Regions from separate parts of the Mus musculus genome. Here all the other regions are linked to region 1. A link is a contact called in public promoter capture Hi-C data. All regions are on one chromosome and are shown on one strand. Each heading gives the region's core, a stretch centred on a gene start, on an enhancer-like site or on the middle of the called end of the contact. The rest is flanking DNA. Distances are from core to core; before and after follow the strand shown. Region 1 holds the start of Rabl2 (RAB, member RAS oncogene family-like 2). Region 2 holds the start of Cpne8 (copine VIII). Region 3 holds the start of Abcd2 (ATP-binding cassette, sub-family D (ALD), member 2).

The links. Promoter capture Hi-C pulls out the DNA fragments that hold promoters and counts their contacts.
Region 2: a contact with region 1 is called in a promoter capture Hi-C map of stem cell-derived epiblast-like cells, with 7 times the contacts expected there. The contact joins the promoter of Cpne8 here to the promoter of Rabl2 in region 1. A contact is called at or near these places in 10 of 39 promoter capture datasets (the 3T3-L1 cell line, the SN4741 cell line, cranial neural crest and 5 more).
Region 3: a contact with region 1 is called in a promoter capture Hi-C map of second pharyngeal arch cranial neural crest, with 5 times the contacts expected there. The contact joins the promoter of Abcd2 here to the promoter of Rabl2 in region 1. A contact is called at or near these places in 7 of 39 promoter capture datasets (the 3T3-L1 cell line, cranial neural crest, hippocampal neurons and 3 more).

What each region holds. Positions count from the first base shown.
Region 1 is chr15:89,589,876-89,593,734 of GRCm38.p6, reverse strand. It overlaps Rabl2 (RAB, member RAS oncogene family-like 2), which reads left to right and starts at 1,812. Exons shown (of 9, transcript NM_026817.3): 1 at 1,812-1,915; 2 at 3,309-3,462. The coding sequence starts at 3,356.
Region 2 is chr15:90,677,966-90,681,820 of GRCm38.p6, reverse strand. It overlaps Cpne8 (copine VIII), which reads left to right and starts at 2,433. Exons shown (of 20, transcript NM_025815.2): 1 at 2,433-2,653. The coding sequence starts at 2,517.
Region 3 is chr15:91,190,607-91,194,432 of GRCm38.p6, reverse strand. Abcd2 (ATP-binding cassette, sub-family D (ALD), member 2) reads left to right here and starts at 2,426. Exons shown (of 10, transcript NM_011994.3): 1 at 2,426-3,763. The coding sequence starts at 2,825.

The DNA.
Region 1 (3,859 bases), core at 563-3,062:
TTCATTGATATGCATATAATTTTACCATTTATTTAAGACAAAAGCAATATCTGGATTGCTTTATTTAATAAAATATTAAATCTTGGCTAAACATTTGATACTACATTTTTCATAGCTGATTTCTTTTTTTTAAGATTTATTTATTTATTTTATGTATATGAGTACACTGTCTTCAGACACACCAGAAGAGGGCATCAGATTCCATTACAGATGGTTGTGAGCCACTGTGTAGTTGCTGAGAATTGAAATCAGGACCTCTGGAAGAGTAGTCAGTGCTCTTAACCGCTGAGCCATCTCTTTAGCCCCTTTCATAGCTGATTTCATAGTTTAGATATTATTAGTGCTGAGAATGCTGCTACCGCACAAAGCAGCAGATGTGTGTTTGGAGTGATCTCAAAACTTGTTGGAAATTTTGTCCTCATCCCAAGCCAAAATTTATTTAGTCCTTTTTTTTTTTTAAGAAAAACAAAACTCAACAACTCAAAACACCAATTTCTAAAAACCAAGTATTTTAACATGATATAATCCAAAGATATACTAATTAGATAAATACTGTTTGAAATGCTGGTAGGAGAATATACAATAATAATAATAATAACAACAACAACATCCATGAAGCCTGAGGTGAGGAACTCCCACCTCCAACACACACACACACACACACACACACACACACACACACACAGTGTTGGAACTCATCCATCACTGAGCACAATAGCTTTGAACCTAGAATATTTCAGGCAGTGTTCTAGACTCTCTATGGCACTGCAGCAGGAGCATGTTGTAAAGCTGAGGTAAATCCCCAAGAGTCCATAAAGCGAAGGCTCCCAAGAGACACCACGGATACATTACAGTTTTTATTGTGAAATAATTTTTGATCTTTGCTATTAGGTCTCAAGCAATTGGCTAACTGAGGCGCCTATTTAACATATCAATGCAGACCTGGGTTCTCCCAGCATGCCCAGTCTCTACCTGTTAGAGGGTAGGGCTAGCATCCCCTGCCCCTACCCTAAACTACTCCAGCCCAAGGGCTGGGGGGAGGGGGGCTTTTCCCTAGTTGCCCCTCCATATATAGAGAGAGATTAAGAAAGTCAGAGCTCAGGGGCTCTTATGGAAGAGCTGGGGGAATGATTGAGGGCCCCCCCCCGGGGGGGGGGGGTATATGAACTCCACAGGAAGACTGACAGAGTCAAATAACCTGGACCCTTGAGGGTTCTCAGAAACTGAACCGCCAACCAAAGGGCATACACGGTTGGACACACAACACACACACACACACACACACACACACAGTAGGTGTGAAGCTCAGTCTTCATGTGGGTCCCCCAGCAACTGGAGTGGGGAGGGGGCTACCCCTAAAGCTGTTGCCCGTCTGTGGAATTCCTCTAGCTGGGTGGGCTGCCTTATCTGGCCTCAGTGGGAAAGGATGCACCTAGCCCTGCAGAGACTTAGTGTGCCAAGGTGAGAGAACACCCAAGGTCGGGGAAGGGGTGCAGGGGCTCTACTCTCTGAGAAAAGGAAGAGATGGGGGAAGGGACTGTGTGAGGGGGAGTCGGGTGGGAGAGGCAGCTACCGGTATGGAAAGTGAATAAATAAATTAAGGGGGGGTGTGTCGAGAAACAAGGCATCACATACTGCAGCAACCTGTTGCTGGCCATATGCCTCTCCAACCTGCGGTTCCCACTCCCACCGCAGACCAGTATGCCAGAGCATCCGCTCTGTCATCCCCGGGTCAGTAGAACAGATGCGCATCCTGGAAGGTGCCAGACAGACAGGCACTGCGCTAGCCAGCCCGCGCCTCGCTGAGGTCCTTCGGGCCATTGCCGGACAGCCCAGCTCGGGGTCCTGGTGCGGTCGCGTAGCAGCGGCAGAGACGCGGCCGAGCTGCTGCGGGACTGCAGTCATCTGTAAACGGGTAAGGCGGCTGGCTGCCTTGGCGGCCCAGGGGCTGTGGTGGGCGAGCGCATCTGCGGTGTTCCGGGTCCCTCTAAGCCTCCGCGAAGCCGAAAGTGCCTGGGGAACCCGCCCGAGAGGTGGGGCGGAGGGAAGGCGGAGACCCAGCCGAGAGCCGACCGCAGATCGCGGGTCCTTTATAAGGAGATGAGGGGTTAGGCCTGGTGGGCGCCTAAAAAACGTTTGTCCCACGAAAGAAAGCCCTCGTAAATCGCGAAGACACTGACAGTCACTGAGGGCTTCCATTGTGAGTCGATAGTCGGGGTTTGGCTTTCGAACGGACCACTCCCAGTCAGGCTGTAGTGTGAATGCCGTGCGTCCAGCTGGCGAAGAATCTGGATTATTGTACATTCGTACATTCGAAGCAGTGTTTGTCGAATCGGATTTGAATATGAAACGAGTGGACCGGGCTAGAGATGATGTTACGCACTGGTGTTGACACTGGATAGTAGTCACGTCTTATACTTGTGGAAATATGAGAAGTGTGCATAGAACTAGTTTACTGTTTATGTTTAACGTGTAACGTTCCTATATGCCCTAGTCTCCTGTTTACAAAACTGATGAGCAGTTAAATATCTGAGTTTAGGCAGTGCAGGACAAAGTCTTGACATGGTATTGTTTGTATCATCTACATTTAGGAATTGGGTAAAATTACAGAGCAGTAGTTCTCAACTTGTGTGACCCTTTTGGGAGTCTAATGATCCACTCTTTACAGGGCACACCTAAAACCATCAGAAAAATACAGATATTTTCATCACTACAGTTATGAAGTAGCAACTGGAATAATATTATGGTTGAGGGAGTCACCACCACATGAGCCACTAGTTGCAGCATTAGGAAGGCTGAAAGCCACTAGAGGTTTAAAAAGGACACCCGCAAAATAAAAATAAATAAATAAAAGTTTTGAGGAATTACCAAGGTGAAGGGACTGTGATGCTGATGGCAGCAATGGGACAGAGAAGGAAAGTGGTCATGAATGGGTCAGGCATCATAGATTGTACAGTTAATGTCTGCCTGTTTTTGCGAAATATCAGATTTCCATGTGACTTGGGCACTCTGTTGATGTTTGTTGCTTGTGTTTTTACAAGTAAAAATATGTATATAGAAAATGTATATATGCTGAACTTGTAAATCTAGTACAGAAGGTAGGGAGAGAGGTGTGACCCAGACACCTCTGCAATGAGAAATGTCAGGAGACTCCAGAGACAGAGATAGAGCTCCCAGGCTCAGCGCATGGTGGCCAAGTTGTCAGGATGTGGGTTCTCTCTCATCAGCTGCTCAGGAAGAAGAAGAAACTAGATTTAGTTGAGGGGAGTTCTCACCTCTTAACGGCGAACTCTTGTCGGCTTTCCCAGACGGTGACGAGACCCCGGGGCTGGCAGTCGTCTGCCAACAAGAGCCGATGGCAGGGGACAGAAACAGGCACTGTGAGCTGGAGCAGGAGAAGTACGACACCCATGAGAACGTGAAGATCATCTGCCTGGGGGACAGTGCGGTGGGCAAGTCCAAGTACGTCAGAAAATCAGGGAAGAGCAAACGACCCCAGAGCGGCCCTGGGTGGATGAGAAAGGTCCTCCAGAGATGGAGAGAGTGTATGTGGTTTCTGTGAGCTGGTGAGGGGGGCACCATGATGGGAGACCAGGTGTGCATGGGCAGAAATGTCAGTAACTGTGTTCAGGAGGAAATGAGAGAGAGTCGAAGGGACAGAAATCAGGGAGCCTTCTGAGTCCTCACAAGAGCTGTTGGGTGGATTGCCCTGGAAATTACTGGTATAGTAGAGGGGTGGCAACTGCGATATTACTGCCTCTGTGAGGTTGGGGGGTTACTGGAACAGGGCAGTGGGGATGGGGAAAGGAACAGGACAGGTAGAATAAAGGCAGGAAAGATGCTTCCTTGGAGAGACACC
Region 2 (3,855 bases), core at 1,184-3,683, 1.1 Mb before region 1:
TTTGCGGTCAGAAGATGAATTCTGATAAGATGCCAGTTCCTCTCTATTAGGGACCATGTCTAGGATAAACATAAGCTCAATTAAAAATTTAGGAATTTTTATAGACATTGTCAAGGTGAATCTGAATTCTGTGAGGAAAATACAAACATTTTAAAGTGGCCAAACTCTTTGGAAAGGAATCAATTAAAAATATCCTGTTGCCGTAGTAGTTAAGACACTCTGATTCTGGTTTAAACAGAGACAGACAGGTCAACAGAACAAGGCAGTGTCCAAGAGTGAACTTATTTGCTATGTTGATTTTTTGGCAAAGATTACTTTAAGATAATTTTAAAACATTCTTTAAAAGAAACCATAGACCCAAATGTAAATTCTGAAACTAAAATTACAAGAAGAAAACAAAATATATTTTTATATATGTATGTATGTGTGTATAATATATATATATACATATATATATATACATATATATATATATATATATATATATGCCAAGGGTTTTTAGCATTGACATGGGCATAAACTAAACCAAAACAGCAAACAAACAAACAAAAAAACTCTCATAGATAAAATTGGCCATCATATATTACTTTAGGATAGAAAATAGTAAAACTAGTTTGTAAAAACAATTCAGTAATTTCTTAAGAAATTACGTGTACTCTTCCACTTTCATCTGGCTATTCTATTTCTACTTGCCCAGTGTGATGAAAGCTTATGCCCACAAAAGACCCATATGCCAGCGTTCACAGCAGTCTCGTATGTAATAGCCCAAACCCAGGGGCAAGTACACTGTTCATCAAGATGAGTGGGTGACCAATTTGTGGCAAGTCTCTAAAAGGAAGATTATTCACTATTGATGCACCTGTTATCGTAGATGAAACTGCAAAGAATTTTACAGACGGAAAGAAACCGGGTTAGGCATGGAGTGTGCCATATTCTGTGGTATTTAAATTAAAGATGAAGTGTTGTTTTAATGGCGAAAGCAGGGATTGATTACAAAAGAGACACAAGAAGCTTTTGGGGCGAGGGAATGGTTTATTATTTTGGTGTGGTGATGGTTTAGCGGGTTGATACCGATCGTAATCCATCAGAGGGCACACTTTAAATACCTGCATGCTATTGTGCATGTAAATCAATGCATTCAGATACACACACATATGGACCTAGATAAAGTGGAAAATTCGGAGAAGGCCTCTGGGTTGAGCACTAAAGTCCTTACCTTTTATTTCTTCAGGAGGTGCCTGCAAAATAAAATTCTAGTTTGCTTAAAAAAAAAAACCCTCTAGACCTCCTCCACCAAATCAATTTCAGGCATCAATAAGAGAGCTTGAGGGAAAATTCTAGTCATCAGCTGCAGTTTAATTTGTGATAGGGGGAAGAGAAAGAAAAACAGAACTGGTGGATTTAAGGGGTGGTGAAGGGAGGGCGGGGCGACCAGGGAAAGCAAACAAGACCAAAGTGACGCAAACATTTGGGGCAGGGAAGAGCGGCAAGCATCTACACTCTATTTCCCCTGCAACCACACAGATTCTTTAAGGAAGTGGCTCCAAGTGGATTAAAATACCACAAGGGAGACCAGTCACAAGCCCAGGATTCTCCAGGTGAGCCAGGGCTAGAGCCAGCCACGCTCCCTCCTGAGGCTGGGCGCCCTGCTCTCCACCGCCCCCTGGCGGCCATCGCCAGAAGACCCGCAGTGACGCCTCGGGTCAGGTGTGCGCAGGAAAGTGGGGGTTACCCGGCAAGCTGCGGCGGCGCCCCGCGTCTTGCCCACTCCCAGTCGCGCCGCCAGGAATCTATTTGCTAAACTCCCCGGTCACCCGAGCTGCTCATCTGCTTTACGCTGCCCTGCTTTCAGGTCTTGAGGAGCAGGATTGAGGAGGAGCTAGATTATAAGTTATTATTACGACCTCCCGGGCCTCAGGGCAGAAATCCCTGCGGTTTGGCAAGTGCGTTGCAAGGCGCCGATCTTGCCTTAAGGAGACCCTCGCCTAAAAGTTGCAGGGGATGGCAGACGCATTGAAACCTCTCTTATAACGCTGCGATTGTCCCAACAGCGTCCACTCCACCCAAGCTTGCCCCATATATTGGCACGCCCCTCTGCACCAGGAGTCAAAGGCTGGTGGCCATCCCTTGCCCCACCACCACATCAGTCCAGTAGCCCGAAGTGGGGAGCATATCAGCTGGGGCGGGGGGCAATCGCCGGCGCCTGGGGCTCTCCCACTAGACGGCGCGGTGTCTGTCCGGGTCACCTACTGTCTCTGCGCCCTACGCCCAGAGCCCCCGAGCTGCAGACCCAGTCACCGCCCGGGGGCTGCCCCAGGGCGGGAGCAGCCCGGAGCGCCACTTGGGAGACCGAGGCGGCTTTGCCAGGACTGGCTCGGTCGCCGGATTCGCGACGAGGTCCGCCTCCTCCCTCCCCTTCCCGCGCCGCCTCCGCCTCCTTCCTCTGCCTCCACCCTCACCCCTTCCCGTCGGTGCGGAGCTCCGCTCCGAGCAGCGCTCAGCCCGCCGCAGCTTGGATGTGGGCTCGGGACAAGTGCTCCGTTCCTCAGCTCGAGATGGACAGCCGCTACACCAGCGCCACGGGCATCGGGGACTTGAACCAGCTGAGTGCGGCCATCCCCGCCACACGAGTGGAGGTGTCAGTGTCCTGCAGGTGAGGACGCGGCTCTCTTTTCTTCCTTCCATCCGAGCTTGGTGGCACTTGGCTAGCGCTCCAGGTACCACGAGGCTTGGCGCTGGTGAGAAGTTGCATGCTGAGTGGGGACTAGTTGTGGTACTGGCTGACGTTACCTTCCCCTCCTCCCCCCCAGAGGGTCAAATGACACAGAACTGGGGACGAGAGTGGTGGGCTTTGGCTGAGTCTTTTTTTTTTTTTTTTCTGGGAAATGTTGTGAAAGTTGGCAAAGCTGTGACTCAGCTACAGAAACCCTAGCCGCCGCCCACTTCGCAACCTTTTAAAAAATTATTTATTTATTTTAAACAACCGCAATCAGGGCCAGAGGTTCAGTGATGTCGGGAACCGAAGGGTCAGTCCTACCAAGAGCGCGCGTGATGCTGCGCACCTTGGCCAGGGACTCCCTCTGCCAGGCGTCCGGGAAGCCATGCGGTGGGCTCAGCTCCAGTTCCACAGCTTCCTCCTCCCCACTCACTTCCTGGAACCATCCAGCTTCCTTACCCTCCACCCTTCCGGGACGTTTACCCTAGGCCTGTAGCGGTTCCAGGTTCAGTCTTCCAGGCAGAGGCTTACCTAAGAATTGAGAAGTCACGACTTATTTTCTGCCCGCCGGTAGACAAACATCAGAATGCTTTCAGCAACTCTCAAGGACTGCCAGTTTCAGACTCCCTTCCTGATACTCCCTGGGCCAGATCCTCAGTAAGTTAGGTAGAATAGCTGTGCTGCCCCAGTTTTGGGGAATTAGATGGTTGGCTATATTAAGAATACTACATTGCACGTACCCAGGTGCCCACTTCCAGGCTGAATACTTCCTTTCACCGGTCTCGTTGGAAAACTTCACTCCTACCCCTCTACGCCCCCGTGTTTTTAAATGCCCTCACATGTTCTTAGCCTTTCTGTAAGGAAAGATCGTTGTAAAAGACTTTAATAAGCATGAGTGATTTTTGTTGTAAACAAACCCTGAAGTTTAAACGCCGCTAAAACAGGTTCTCAGCTTTCTTAATGCTGTGACAATTTAATGCTGTTTCCCATGTAGTGGTGATCCCCCCATCTTAAAATTATTTTTGTTGCTGCTTTATAGCTGTATTTTTGCTACTGTTACAAATCCTAATGTAAATATCTGTGTTTTCTGATGGTCCTAGGTGAGCCCCGTGAAAGGGTCATGTGACTCACAGAGGGGT
Region 3 (3,826 bases), core at 1,177-3,676, 1.6 Mb before region 1:
GTGTGAAACAGAGACTGAACAAAAGGCCATCCAGAGATTGCCCCACCTGGGGACCCATCCCATATACAGTCACCAAACGCAGACACTATTGTGGATACCAACAAGTGCTTGCTGACAGGATCCTGATATAACTGTTTCCTGAGAGGCTCTGCCAGAGCCTGACATATACAAAGGTGGATGCTCACAGCCAACCATTAAACTGACCACTGGGTCCCCAATGGAGGAGTTAGAGAAAGGACTGAAGGAGATGAAGGGGTTTGCAACTCCATAGGAAGAACAACAAAATCAACCAGGGACTAAACCACCAATCAAGGAGTACACATGAGGGACCCATGGCTCCAGCCACATATGTAGCAGAGGACTGCCTTGGTGGGCATCAATGGGAGAAGAGGCCCTTGGTCCTGTGTTAGCTGGAGTTCCCAGTGTAGGGGAATTTGAGGCGGGAGTGGGTGGGTGGAGACACACCCTCATAGAAACAGTTAGAGAAGGGATGGGATAGGGAGATTCTGGGGGGAAATTGGGAAAGGGGATAACATTTGAAATGTAGATAAATAAAATATCCAATTAAAAAAAAGAGTTCCACTTCCATATTTCCATGTCTTCTGGTGTTGTGTTGGTCCTGGTCCTGTTTAAGCAGCTATGCAGTTAAAAGGATCCTAGGTGAAGCTCCCCTGCTATTTCTAGGAGACATACTTTCACAGCAGATTTTCTGGTCCTCTGGCTCTTCCAGTCTTCCCACCACTCTACCCTGATGTTTCCTGGACCCTAGATGCAAGAGATGCGCTGCTGTAGATGTATTAATTGGCAGCCCAGGGAGTCTTATCAGCATTGCTTGAGTGTGCTAATATGACCAAATACCAAAGATATGTGTCATTTGTATGTTGGTACATCTGTTAAGTTGGATGCAAATAAAAGACCTCTGGATAACAAACAATTCTTAGATTTAATATATGTATGCCAAAGAGCTCAAAAGAATACTGTTTTTTAAAAATCATTCTTGGTAAAGGCAATTCTTTGACTCATGTCTAATGAACAATAACGATCACAAGACATTGGGGCACATATTCTAGCAGGGAGGTTTGCAGACTTCTATATACAATGTTTTTTTTTAAACAACTGACTATTTTATTTAATGTCTACACCCACTTCCCAGAATAGCATCGTTTCCATTTTACAGATAGAAGGCAAAGCTGAAGCACAGAGAGGACTAGTAACGAACACACAAGTGACCCGTTGTGATGTGACAATCACCATGTAGCTATCTTTCACTTCTTTAAATCAGGACAGATGTGGGGGTGTCAAAGTGCACTCCTGCCCTGGAACTACTATGGAGGATCAAAAGGGAGAGTCTGTGCATAATAAGGCCCAAGTATAAAATGATGCTTAGCTTAAGGGTCAAATAACACTAGCAGGTTAAAATAAGCCGTTCTACCTAACTGTGCTGGGCTCTGGCTTAAATGCACACCTTCAGGATAAGCCAGTCGTTGGAAAGACAGAAGAGAGGAGCAGAGAAAGGCTCTATCATGCAAAATCACCTTTGCCTTGCCTTCAAAAAAAGACCTTCAATTTATTAAAAATTATACAAAGTTTTGCTTGACTATTGATCCTTATGCCTTCCACTGGGAATGTGAATAATTTTTAAACTTTCTTGATTGTTGTCAAACAGCAAAAATGTTCATAGGAAGAAGCCAGCAGATTATCTCTGAGCCTAAAGAAAAACATGAAGAAAAAAAAAAAAAGTCTTGAAGAAATGCTTCCTAAAAATTGTTTTCCATCATAGGATCCCAGTTCGATTTCCCAGCTGATAAAATTCTTAAATTACCTCCAAACAAAAACAAACAAACAAACAAACAAAACACAAGGGAGATTTTTAAGTCACTTCGTAAGCAAATATTAATGTGTCAGATAACATTGCTAAACATAATCGTGGAGCAGAAAGAACTTTATTATCAGGACAAGTTAGTACCAAGGGATCTTGGGGAAGAACTCTGGGTGTAGCTCTGAGTGACTGTTTTCTGTAATACCCAAGCTCGCCTCCAGCTTATTTACAATAGCAGCCAATCTAATAGTTTCTGTGAATATCTGGGGAGAGTCGAAACAAGGGCGAAGGGCGGGAGTGAGGGGGGGGGGGGACAACATCTTCTGAACAAAACATTCTCAAGGATACATGTTTGCTATTTTGTCTTATGCCTCTCGCTGTTATCACTCTCTTGTCTGACTCCTTTCCCTGGGCCGGTTCCGTTAATCCTCTTGAGGCTCCTCCCTCCTCTCGCTGTTTCTTTCTCTCTGGGCTCATTAAAGCTGCTGCAATCCTTCCTTCCCTCTGCCTTCCCCTTTGTAGAAATCTTAGAGACGGGATGTATATTCTGAAACTTCTGAGGGTTTCTAAGTGCCGCTGAGCATGCTCAGTAGCTCTAAGGGAAGGTTTGTTCTCCAGCAGCTGACCTCATTCGACCTCTCCAGAAATAGATATTTAACTCTCTGAACTCCTGTTTAAGTATAGGATTTGTTTTGGCTCTCTCTTCGTTTTTAAGGTTCAAAGGGAAGAGGCCAGGAGTCCAGGGTCTCACCGCCCACGCAGCCAATGAGACGCCTGTGGGTGGAGCCTGGCCAGCTCTGGCTGCTGAGGGACTCGCCCCCGGAGGATGCGGTGGAGTTTGTGCTTTGCTGCATCCGTCACTGAAGAACAAAATAAGAGTAAAGGAGACAAGCTGCAGAGCATGGGAGGCTGTGGGGTCTTCTGAAACCTTTGCTGGGCTTTCCGCGGAGCATGAGCTTTTAAAACGAATTCTTTTCAAAGAAACCCATTTGTGTAGCTGGAAAAATGATACACATGCTAAATGCAGCAGCCTATCGGGTGAAATGGACCAGATCCGGTGCTGCTAAAAGGGCTGCCTGCCTGGTGGCTGCGGCATATGCTCTGAAAACCCTCTATCCCATCATTGGCAAGCGTTTAAAGCAGCCTGGCCACAGGAAGGCAAAAGCAGAAGCTTACTCGCCTGCAGAGAACAGAGAAATACTGCATTGCACGGAGATCATCTGTAAAAAACCTGCGCCGGGACTAAATGCAGCTTTTTTCAAACAGCTACTAGAACTTCGGAAAATCCTCTTTCCAAAACTTGTGACCACTGAAACGGGGTGGCTCTGCCTCCACTCGGTGGCTCTAATCTCAAGAACATTTCTCTCTATTTATGTGGCTGGTCTGGATGGGAAAATCGTGAAAAGCATCGTGGAAAAGAAGCCTCGGACTTTCATCATCAAATTAATCAAGTGGCTTATGATTGCTATCCCTGCTACCTTTGTCAACAGTGCTATCAGGTACCTGGAATGCAAACTGGCATTGGCCTTTAGAACTCGCTTAGTAGACCATGCCTATGAGACCTATTTCGCAAATCAGACTTATTATAAGGTGATAAATATGGATGGGAGGCTGGCAAACCCTGACCAGTCTCTTACCGAAGACATTATGATGTTCTCGCAATCTGTGGCTCACCTGTATTCCAACCTTACCAAACCTATTTTAGATGTCATTCTAACCTCCTATACTCTCATCCGGACAGCTACATCCAGAGGAGCAAGCCCTATAGGGCCCACCCTGTTAGCAGGACTTGTCGTGTATGCCACTGCTAAAGTACTGAAAGCTTGCTCGCCCAAATTTGGTTCGCTGGTGGCTGAAGAAGCCCACAGGAAAGGCTACCTGCGGTATGTCCACTCCCGAATCATAGCCAATGTAGAAGAAATTGCCTTCTACAGAGGACATAAGGTAAGACAGGCATTAAAGCAACGGGTGAAATGTGAGACTGTTCAGGCAGCCACTGCACTGCCA